Linked DNA regions of Zea mays: regions 2 and 3 are each linked to region 1. Evidence: chromatin contacts called from public Hi-C data. All regions are on one chromosome and are shown on one strand. Each heading gives the region's core, a stretch centred on a gene start, on an enhancer-like site or on the middle of the called end of the contact. The rest is flanking DNA. Distances are from core to core; before and after follow the strand shown.

Region 1 (3,541 bases), core at 287-2,786:
TGGAAAAGAGAACTGGAGCTCTCGATGATGTTGCAGGAAGGATCTCGATGACAAGGTGCAAATGAGCTCTCGCTGGTGTCATGGGACAGAGCTAGCTCGACAGCAAGGAGCTGCGGAGCACTCGCTGGTGTCTTGGGTCGGAGCTCGTCTAGATTGAGTGGGATTAAATCCACTTCTATTAAAGTTTGACTAGTGAGTGATTTAATTCCCTTCGATTCAGACGCAACCGAACAAGCCCTCGGTATAACTACGTTATCCCCATCTTTAGGAAGAACCGAAGCGCATAACTTTTCACATGAAAAAAGTAATTTTCACTTCCAGCAACCACTAACATTGAAATTTCTGATTGCATATATATGACTACATAGGAAGGGTTAGGTCTTCACAAACCTGTTGTTTGGTTGCTAACAGTCTCGGCGCCTGACTCAGCGCAGTCTGCATCGGTTGAAACGGACGATTTCTACTTCCCCACGCATGCAAGACAACGACGATAAAAAAAGTCTATCTTGCATCTGCGCGCACAGGCGCGATTGCTACCGTGCAGCCAACCAACCACATGCTCAAATGCGGTCAACGCATGAATGGAGCCTAGGCGCGGGTGGGCAGCCAACCAATCATGCACAAAGTGTATGCACACAACTTGGCCTCCCTCCTTTCAGCAAAAAAATACCACATCAGGTGTAACCATTGATGTACTCGTGCAACTAAAGACATCGCACGTTGAGCTGATTTAAAAAAATATCTACAAAATATGAGACAATAATTTGAAAAAAGAATATTTTTTCTGTCTTCGTTTTTTAGTTGCACGGTTAGACGAATGTATACAGTTGTACATGGTAAGTTCCTAAACATATAAACCAAAGAATGGGGTTTCCTACTCTCTCTAATAAGAAGAAAAAATCTAGGCCTCATAGATGGTATCCAGGGCGGGCCTCCATTGCCTGGGCCCAAATCCATGATCATGGGCCCGTTTAACAGCACACACAACCTCCTTTCTTTCAGCCGCGTCCTCTTCGGCGCTGACGTCCGGAAAGACCCTCCTGCCGCCGCCGGGCCTGCTCTTCCTCGAACCCTTCTTCCCAGAGACCAGCCTCCCGATGGCCTCGACCTCACGGCCGCCTAGCCGCGCACCGGCCCGGCCTGCCGGCACGAGGAGGTACACCACGCCAGCGCGCAGGACCTCGTCGGCCGCCATCGCCCGCAACCGTCGCTCCCTCGCCACGTCCGTGGCGCGAGCAACCACGTGCCCCGGCGCGTCGATCATCAGCTCCGCGACCGCGGTGTTCTCCTCGACCATCGTTCGGCTGCCGTCCGTCGCCCCGATGACCAGAGGCCGCGCGCCGGCACCGTTCCCGACGCACTGCGAGACAAGGTTGCCCATCCCGTCTCCTGACTAGTGGCACGCGCGCGACCAGCAGACCTTTGGTTCCGTTCCTCCTGGGAATCGAGAGATTGATAAGCTCCAACAGAACTGTTGCTTGTGAGTTGTGAGCAGAGGGAAGAGCTGATGGATGACCTGGATGGATGTGCTAGCTTGGCTTGGGCTCGTTTCCACGGGGCCGGTCTGCTTTATATCGTGGGTGCGGAGGCGATCAGCCGATCACAGGAAGCTTCCTGGAAGGAACCTGGTTCGGCCTGCGGCTGACACGTGGAGGAGCCGAGTGCGTGAAGGTGGAGAGCGCGCGTGTGGCTGGCCGTGGCGGGAGTGGGAGTGGGAGTGGCAGAGTGGAGTGTTCGGTACGAGCCTGACTTTGACTCGGCGTTGCCCGCGCACCAGCTAATACTTTTCAACACGGGAGGCTGATTTTTGAACGGGCGGAATATTTTAGGTCCTTTGTTTAAATCATACTGGCCTGGTCCATCATAGGAGGAGTTGTTAAGTATCTGTGTCATCCAGCTGAACTAGCGTCGCATGCAATTAACAGCTAGTTGCAGTGTAATATATTGAACTGCGAAGCATGGTATAATGCCGAGTCAGCAGATTGATCAGGTCGAGCCGGGCAGCACCGATGTTGAATGCTTCTAGTTAGCACGTTGTGTTTTTTATAAGAAAAGAAAAGCTAACGACGGTTTAGACCTAGTTTTGTCGTTAGTTTGTTCATCTTTTGCATATATGCAGAAGTCTTATGTCATGTTTGGCATGGCTTCAACTCCACAAATTTCTGCTCTACTCCTTAACTCCAAGTGGAGTAGGTTTCACGTGGAGTTGGAGCTGGCTAATAGGAGTTTACCATGCAGGGTGTTCATAACTCCACTGAGCAAACTTGTCCACGCTATGGCCATCTTGAACGTAGGCCCTGAGGCTGCCGGCCACCGTTTCAACCTACTCCACCACCTCGACTCCTCACACGGCGAGTCCCACACCATCTGCGATGCCTACCCCAAAGAACATTACCCGTTAGTAGCCTGTCTCGCGCGCCGCCTCTAGGCCGAGGCATAGAGCCGAGGCGGCCTACAACGTGCTAAGCCTCGCGCCACAGCTCTCCATGGGGCCACGTAGCAACGCCTCACTGCTTGCCACCGTCAGGAGCACCGGCGCGGAGGAGGCGGACCCAGGGCAGATATGGGTGTCATGGTTAAGGACAAGACGAAGGTCGTTGGCATCAGGAAGGGGCTAGAGAAGGGAGGCGTCGTGGTGACGACGAGTGTCAGCGCCGAGTTCAAAAGCGCCAAGTCAATGGTGACAATACGCATGTGGGCGAGCAAGATGGTCAAGTCCATCGCTAGCTTGGAACTCCCCATCTAGCCGCGGTGGGGGTAGGGGGCGAAGTGGCATCTCCCTGGCAGCTATGGCAACGAAACACAAGCAGGGAAGAACAAACGTGATAGGGTTGCCAAGAAATAACAAATATATTTTGTGTCATCAATGGCATTGATAGGTAAATACTATTAAACTTCATGCCTATGTCTATTTTGGAGTGGTTTGGAGCTAGAAAAGAGGTGCTCCAAACCACAATCTCAAATGAACTAGAGCTCCACCGACTCTATGGAGTTAGGCTACTCCAAAAAAAAGTGAAGTTAGGGTATTTGGCTGGCTCCACTTAACTCTAGTCTAGAGTTTGGAGTTGAAGTCATGCCAAACAGGGCCTTAAAACATCATTATATTGTGCTCTACGATGCATTTAGTCTTTGAGTTGTCAGGCTGTAGTTCGAAGTGGGGCCCAATAACTATAGATTTTGTTTTATAAAAACACATAAAGATATGGTAGACCGATAGCCAATCCCAACACGAAAGTAGCATGATAACCTTAAACCCTAGCCCTTGTCTAGAGATGGAAACGAAGACCCGATCATGAGGTCCTCGTTAGGAATTTGAAAGCACCAGGAGGAGAGGGTAAATAGGTGATCCTGTGAAAATGACTTAAAACAACACAGGCTTGGTCTATAAATGAAGTTAGTATAAACTAAAACCAAGTCTGGGTCAAGAAGGAGAGAAAAATGATCCCTTCACTTGATTTGTCTCTCAATATATGTATTAAACTTACAGCAATATCACAAGTGAAGTTAAACACTAAGGATGAAAAAATCACAATAAAGTAAA
Region 2 (3,541 bases), core at 411-2,910, 220 kb before region 1:
TCCTGATTCATTCATTTTGCAACTCGGTAAAATTTGTTTAGACGTCTGAATTTAGGTTCTTTTTATGTCTATATCTCAAATTAAAAAAAAACAGAGCTAAAACGAGTAGGGGTACTAATAATGACAGAACGAAGGATTATTAAAGTTGCAGATTTAGGACTAGTTTGCCAACACCATTTTTCCATGAAATTTCCAATTTTTCAAAAAAAATGAACTAATTTATCTTGGAAAAACGAAAAACCCTTAGAAAATAGTGTTTTGGGAACACTATTTTTCTAAGGGATTCCTATTTTTATAAGAGAAAATGAATAATTTTCCTTAAAAAAATAAAAATCTCATGGGAAAACGAGGTTTCTAAACTAGCCCTTAGGATTGTTTTTAATCCGCCAATGGGAATGACCAACGATTGAGGCGCGGAGGAAAGAGAAACCGAAGAAATAATTCCCTGCGCTGCGGCTGCCCTCTTCTTTTCCATGGCGATGGCGGCACATTCTACGTGCGCGCACGAGGCCAACGAGGGCGGACGTAGAAAAGTACCGTGCACTCACTCGCCCCATGACAAAAAGTGGCCATTGACAAAGGTGACCGTCCAGTGTGCAGGGTTTTTGCTTGCTCGACCATCCTGTCCATGAAAGCACACGGGGGGGCGGCTTCCTCCTCTTCCGTCTCCGTCTAGAAAGAAATGTGTCTTGACCACGTTTCTACCTAGCCGGCCGGCAAGACGGCGGGTGCACCACGACACTAACTGGACATCCTGGAATGGCATTGCTAAAACCGCGACCTTTTCCGCACCTCTTCTAGTCTCTAAAACTACATTTCAACCATCTATATTTTTTTTGATGGAACAAAGATAGCATACTAGTCAAACAGGCTCTATCTGAATGAACAATTGAAGGGAGGGGGAGGGGCATCTACGCGCGGCCTGGTTTTGGCAACTCCGTGTTCCTCTGCCATTTGATTTTGGTTCCTTCTCTTTCAGTGGAAGGGGGGAACAGAGCTTCTTGGCACATGCCCTCCCGTTCTCACTTTGCACCAGATGGAGAGAGAGAGAGAAAAAAAAAAATATCAAGTAAATTGGACCTAGATTCGCCACTGTCGGTCGGTGGCATAATAAAGCGCACAGGGTTTTTCGTCCCCCTACTACGTACCGTGCAAGAACTCTGAACCCTGAAGCGGCCCAGAGCATGGATGGAGTTGATTAAGCGCAGGAATTAATCAAAGAGAAAAGATGGACTGTGGACACGGCCCAAGCAGCTCGAGGTTGAAGGAATCGAATGCCAGATAGTAGATAGATAGATAGGCATGGACAGGTACCTGTTGCCAAGCGTGGCGTGGAGCTTGATGATCATGTCCTCCTCCTCCTCCGAGATGTTCCCCCTCTTGAGACCCGCCCGCAGGTAGTTGATCCACCGCAGCCTGCAGCTCTTCCCGCACCGCAGCAGCCCTGCCAGCAAAACCAGCCTCAGCCCCCCTATTGCCAACACACAGAGCTAGCTAATATAACAAACTCGCCACTTCGATCCGTACCGGCATTCTTGGGCAGTGACCTCCACGATCCTTCCCCGTGCTCCTTGATGTACCTCGCCAGGACCTCGTCCTCCTCCTTGGTCCACCTCCCCTTCTTCAGCCCCACCTTCTCGCAGCACGGCGCCCTCCCCATCCGCTTCTCGCTGCTTGGGAGAGGAGATCGAGCGAGGAGGAGACAGGAGGAAGGGGAAGAGACCACCGCTGCAAGCTCTGCCACTGCGAGGAATGCGGTGCGGAGTGGGATGGCTGGCTGGCTGGCTGGATCTGAAAAGTGAAAAGGGCGAGAAGGGATTGCTCGGGGCTCTGCTGCTGGTGTCGTCCGTGCCGTGCATATACTACCTTTTACACACATTATATACATACACATGGCACACCAGGAAAGGTGCGTGGGACGTTTCACCGGGGGCACGTAACAACAAAAAGTCGTGGGCGCGGCTCGTCTGCGCAGAGAATTCATGGCCCTGGGCCTGACACGTGGAATGTCACAGAAGACCGGGGGGGGGGGGGGGGGGGGGGGCACCCCGTCGTTACGTGCACCCCCGGAGGTCCACGAGAGACACGCTCGTAATTGGAGGGGTTTTCGTCGCCCTAGGCCCTAGCGGTTTGTCTACAAGTAAGAATATTCGGTTTGTTTGAAGCTAAGAACATCGGAAGGGATCGGAGTGAGCTAAAATTATCTTTCTATTTAAAACTAAATAGTATAAACATTTTAGCTCTTTCAATTCTCGTCGGTATCCTCGCTCTCAATGTCTACCTGTAGTAGTTTCCAACTTCACCTAGGAAACACGAGTAATCAAATAAAACTGTAAGCTTTTTTGTTATTTTTTTTAATGCATACACGATACGATGCGTCTTCTCATGTCTTGTTCAGTATGGCAAAAAGGGTAAAAGCGAAGGCCTCAAACAAAAGGGCAGAGAAACCACATGCCCCTATACGTGTGACACAAGATCCTAGCCCTTCTTGTGCGTAGGTGCATGTGCAACTTGTGTCACATTCCGGACACTAGCTAATCAATCAGTTAGCTAGGCTGTACCAGCAGCAGAGCTTGGATTTACCGAATTACAAATCTCCTACTCACTCCAGTCACTTGCATGCTTGCTCCCCTTTCGCTTTTTTTCCCCTTCTCTTTTGCTCCGGAAAGCCGGACAGCTTTTTCACGTGCCCAGAAACAGAATATGTGCGGCCTTTTGATGCCTCGTTTTTACGATTTGGGGTGATTGCTGGCTGGGCCCGGACGGAGTGCAGTTTTCCCCACGTGCTTTCTCTGATTCTGCAAACCCATGCATGCACGCAGAGAGGGCAGAGGCAGTCTACATGTGCGGATGTGCGTCCCCCCATGCATGATGGCCTTGTGGCATCTTTCAGTGACCAACAGCAGCACAAAATCTTGTTTGTTTGGTTATATATATAGTTTGTATATTTGGAGCCATGTGCTTACAATAACTAGAGGAAGCACTGACTCGATCAACGGTGTCATCCAGTTCAGTCGCATCAGGTTCGGACGACTATAAAAACACCTCTAGGCTGCCAGTGATTAGATTTTAGCAATGGCGGCGGCGGCGATTTCCTCGGACGTGCGAGCAGCAGCGATCCCGGTGGCCAGCGGCGGTGGCGCCCTGAGGCGGGTGACCGGTGGCGACGCTCTCGAAGCGTATGAGCGGCGGCGGCGCACCCTAGGCTCGGTGGCGACGACGGTTGCGCGAGGCGCGATGGTGGCCCTGAGGGAGGTGCGCACGCGACGACGGATCCCAGAGGCGCGCGCGTCCCGGAGTGGCGCAAGCTGGCATCCCACCTCCCGCGACGACGACGGACTTCTCTAGGCGCGAACGGTGGCGGATCGACGGCCCTGATTTATGCTATTTTTATATATATTTATGCCTTCAATAGACTTTTATGATATATTATGAGTTCGTATCTCTTCTTCCATCTTTTGTATGATTATGGTATTTTTATTCACATTTTATGTTAATGTTTATTGATTTTTACGTAGTGTACCGCAATGCATAAATATCT
Region 3 (3,541 bases), core at 733-3,232, 130 kb after region 1:
TCTCCCCTCCGGTGACATTCAAAAAAAAACATATTGGGCCATGCGTCATAATTGACTTGAATTTTGCTGCCACTGCTAGCACATCAAGGCAGAGAAACATTATGGTGATCTTGTCTCACTACAACAGATAAGGTCGTCGTAGTTACATAGTGGAGACGATGATCTAATGTTGGGGTTGCTACAAATAGGCACTCTCAGGCTGTGTCTAGCAGATTGTGTATATAGTTATATAAAATATTGTTTTGCATGATAGATAACAGAGTAAAGTTTAAAATAGAAGATGTGATACGAGATGAGATAGGAGAGCTGCTGGAGATAGCCTCACAACCGAAGTTATCGAACCTAATGCACCGGTGCATGCTGTTGTAGTGCGCATGACTGCTAGGACTGAGTGTTGCATGTGTTTGGTTAGAGAGACGATGGAAGATGTGTTACGACGATACCATTTTTCACGATATTTGGTTCACGTTGATAGGAGACAATACAACGATATGGTGATAAATGCAAACTTATATTGATCTTTTCCGTTTTCACTTATTGTGAGTCAAATTTTAGAATATTGTGAACCAAGTTAGTGAATGATTCAAAGCATGAAATATAGGAACATAACATACTAGTGGTATCAGAAATGATTTCAACACATCCTACATATGCTAGTTGCCAATCTCAACGGTAAAAAACTTTTATATATTGAAGTGAGGGTTGAGAGAAGAATGAGGAGGTGGTATAGACATCTGAAGTGAGGGTTGTGTGAATGAGCTCAAGCACTTCTCCATTCTGAAATTGCTACGGACCATGATAGCAATACGATGAGCGATACGGACTGGTCAATATGGATCGATCGTGACTCCAAAGCGGTCAGTGGGTACTGATCCTGCCGGCTGGTCGACGACCTCATAGACTGCGCCTGTGCCGCTCAACGCTAGCACACCATTGGCGGGTGTGATGCCCGACCGATAGGTTTGACACGTGTACGGAACATTGACACCAGTCTTATGTATGGGGATGCTGGAATGGTTGTCTTAACATACCATAGATGAATGAGGAAGGCTCACGTCACCACTTAAAATTTGGCACGTAGAAAAAAGAAAGTGCTCGCCATTTGATTACTCCCCTTTGGCATGCATGCCGTCGAATTAGGAAAATAGGTGGGCCATTAATCATAGGTCATCTTTGACGGTGTTAGCTAGACGAGCGTCGCTACACGTATGACTCTAGTGTTAAACTTAGGTACAAATAAGGCAACGTGTTTGACTCATGCTTCTTTAGTTCAGAACGAGAAGTAACAACAATTGTAGGTTAAGGTTGGTCTAATCCAGTTATACGGGTGGTGGATCGTACGTGAACCACTTTCGGTCATTCAACATTTGTGTTTCCGGTTGTAGAAGATGTTTTAATAGTTTGAGATCTCCTTGAACATTTCATCAAACTACTGGATTTATTTATTTATTTTTTGTGTCTTCAGTTACGGTAACCTTTTCGCTCTCCACCCACCCACACACCCACCCACTACCATACGCCGCCACTGACGCATCATAACGATCGAGTGTCTCTTCCATAACCTTTTCCGGTGGCCATCCTTAACAACCTCACCTCACTTGTGGCTGCATCTCACATGGTTGTCAAAATCTCGATTTTATAGTTGGATTTTGCGTCCTTACTATTCAGAATTAGCGGGTTTGATTCTTCGCTTCTGTTTTTTTTTTCTTCCACTGTCTTCTATAATTCGGACCGTATTCGACTTGGAATCCACGATTTTTCGATAACCTTTAGATCTGGATGCCTAATTTCTTATTAAGAAAATACCACACGCTGCAAAGAGAAAAAAAGGCTTTATAAAGTCGGAGTAGCCCACTACCGTTCGCATCAAGGAACGAAGTCTGACTGACTGACACAGGGGAAAGTAGCACTTGAGTACTGCTGCCTATATACACACACACGCGTATGGGGAAAAAAATCGACGCAGAAGCGGGCGCAGAGGCAGACGCATGCATGATGCATCGAGCCCCCCCAGCTCGCAGTCGCACCGGAGGAATGCTAACTGGAGAGCCACGCCTGCCGCGGAGGACCGGGACTAACTACGAGCTGCCGCGGCCGTTCCTGGTGCAGGTGGGACCCACCTCGCTTCCTTTCCTCCTTCCAGATTATTTAAAGCCATTTCCGTTGCGTCCAGGTCCAGGGTAGAGAGAGAGAGAGGGGATGGTGTGAGGGAGGGAAGGGAGCAAAGGCAAAGCAGCCAACGACCAGAGAGACACGGAGGCTCAGAGAGAGAGAGCGAGGAAGAAGAAGAGAAGAAGAAGATGGAGCAAGAGGAAGCGTGCTCCTCCTCGCTGCGGCAGTGCAGGATTTGCCACGACGAGGAGGACGAGCGGCGCTCCGCCATGGAGTCGCCCTGCGCCTGCTCCGGCTCCCTCAAGGTATGTGTCCTCCTCTATCCTCTATGCGGGCGGCTACAGCAGCATGCGGCGCATGACCTGATGATGCTCTGCGCGCGCTCCGCCTGCTGCGTGTCTCGTGAACTCGCTGCACCGGCCAAGCCATCTGAACGACGACGTGTCTGTTGTTCCTCCCCTCGCGCCTGCAGTACGCTCACAGGGGATGCGTGCAGAGGTGGTGCGACGAGAAGGGAAGCGCCGTCTGCGAGATTTGCCTCCAGGTTTGTTTTCGTCGCGCCCGAGTCGATCGCGCCCAGCAGCAATTTTCAGATTCCTTCGCCTGTTATTCACCCGCCGTCGTCGCTCACTGTTTTATCCACGCAACTTCTCCGCTTGTGTTGGACGGGGGAAATTTTGATCCGGGTGATGAAGGTTAAGCAATTTGCCCCCCCCCCCCCCCCCCCCCCCCCCCGTGCAAGTCTCCCCTGCTGATCACAGCGTGCAAAGTGCTTTTGTTTATTTATTTATTTATTGCAGCAAAGTATTGTACCTTTCTCAGAGTCCAAGTATTGTGAAGCTTCGCCTTTTGTCTAACAGCCGTGCTTTTTTTTACTGACAGAACTTTGAGCCAGGCTACACCGTTCCTCCCAAGAAAACCCAACCTGCTGATGTCGCGGTGACCATCAGGTGCCTCCTTCTCTATCTCTCTCTGGTAACTGTGCGCATTAAGGCTATCTATCAGGGCGAATGCTGTGCTTAATTGTAGGTGGTCACTGGTCAGCTGTAGTTGTTCCATAATATAGTAACTGTCATCAGAACATCCACTTCGCCCATTTCATTCATTCATCCATTCCTTCGTTCATTTTTGTTTGGCATCAACCTCATCTCATCTGAACCGAGCGCGGTTGCTGGCCAACCCATCTTTATCTCCCATTCCATCGATTGATTAAACGGAATCTGCCAGCGCGACGGGCACTTTAGGCGACCAAGACCAACCACCCGCTCTTGATAGCTCGTCGTCGCATCCGCATACTACCCACCAGCAAAATTCCAAGACGCGTCCCAGGCGGCGGCCCCCCTCGTTCTCATCCGCTGACGCAGCACAGCATGCGCTCTCACCCAAGCCCCTGATCCGGTCGCCACCATCTCCAGACCAAGCAAGAGAC

What was found. Hi-C and Micro-C count contacts between places; a contact is called where the count stands out from the background.
Region 2: a contact with region 1 is called in a Hi-C map of bundle sheath, with 3 times the contacts expected there. The contact joins the promoter of LOC541969 here to the promoter of LOC100274968 in region 1. A contact is called at or near these places in 5 of 25 Hi-C or Micro-C datasets (bundle sheath, ear, leaf and 1 more).
Region 3: a contact with region 1 is called in a Hi-C map of endosperm, with 4 times the contacts expected there. The contact joins the promoter of LOC100283719 here to the promoter of LOC100274968 in region 1. A contact is called at or near these places in 6 of 25 Hi-C or Micro-C datasets (bundle sheath, ear, endosperm and 3 more).

What each region holds. Positions count from the first base shown.
Region 1 is chr3:54,736,581-54,740,121 of Zm-B73-REFERENCE-NAM-5.0, reverse strand. It overlaps LOC100274968, which reads right to left and starts at 1,536. Exons shown (of 1, transcript NM_001149201.2): 1 at 840-1,536. The coding sequence starts at 1,381. The coding sequence ends at 902.
Region 2 is chr3:54,959,752-54,963,292 of Zm-B73-REFERENCE-NAM-5.0, reverse strand. It overlaps LOC541969 (R2R3 Myb transcription factor MYB-IF35), which reads right to left and starts at 1,660. Exons shown (of 3, transcript NM_001111622.1): 1 at 1,528-1,660; 2 at 1,315-1,444. The coding sequence starts at 1,660.
Region 3 is chr3:54,603,069-54,606,609 of Zm-B73-REFERENCE-NAM-5.0, reverse strand. It overlaps LOC100283719, which reads left to right and starts at 1,982. Exons shown (of 8, transcript NM_001371961.1): 1 at 1,982-2,109; 2 at 2,174-2,417; 3 at 2,585-2,656; 4 at 2,995-3,062. The coding sequence starts at 2,301.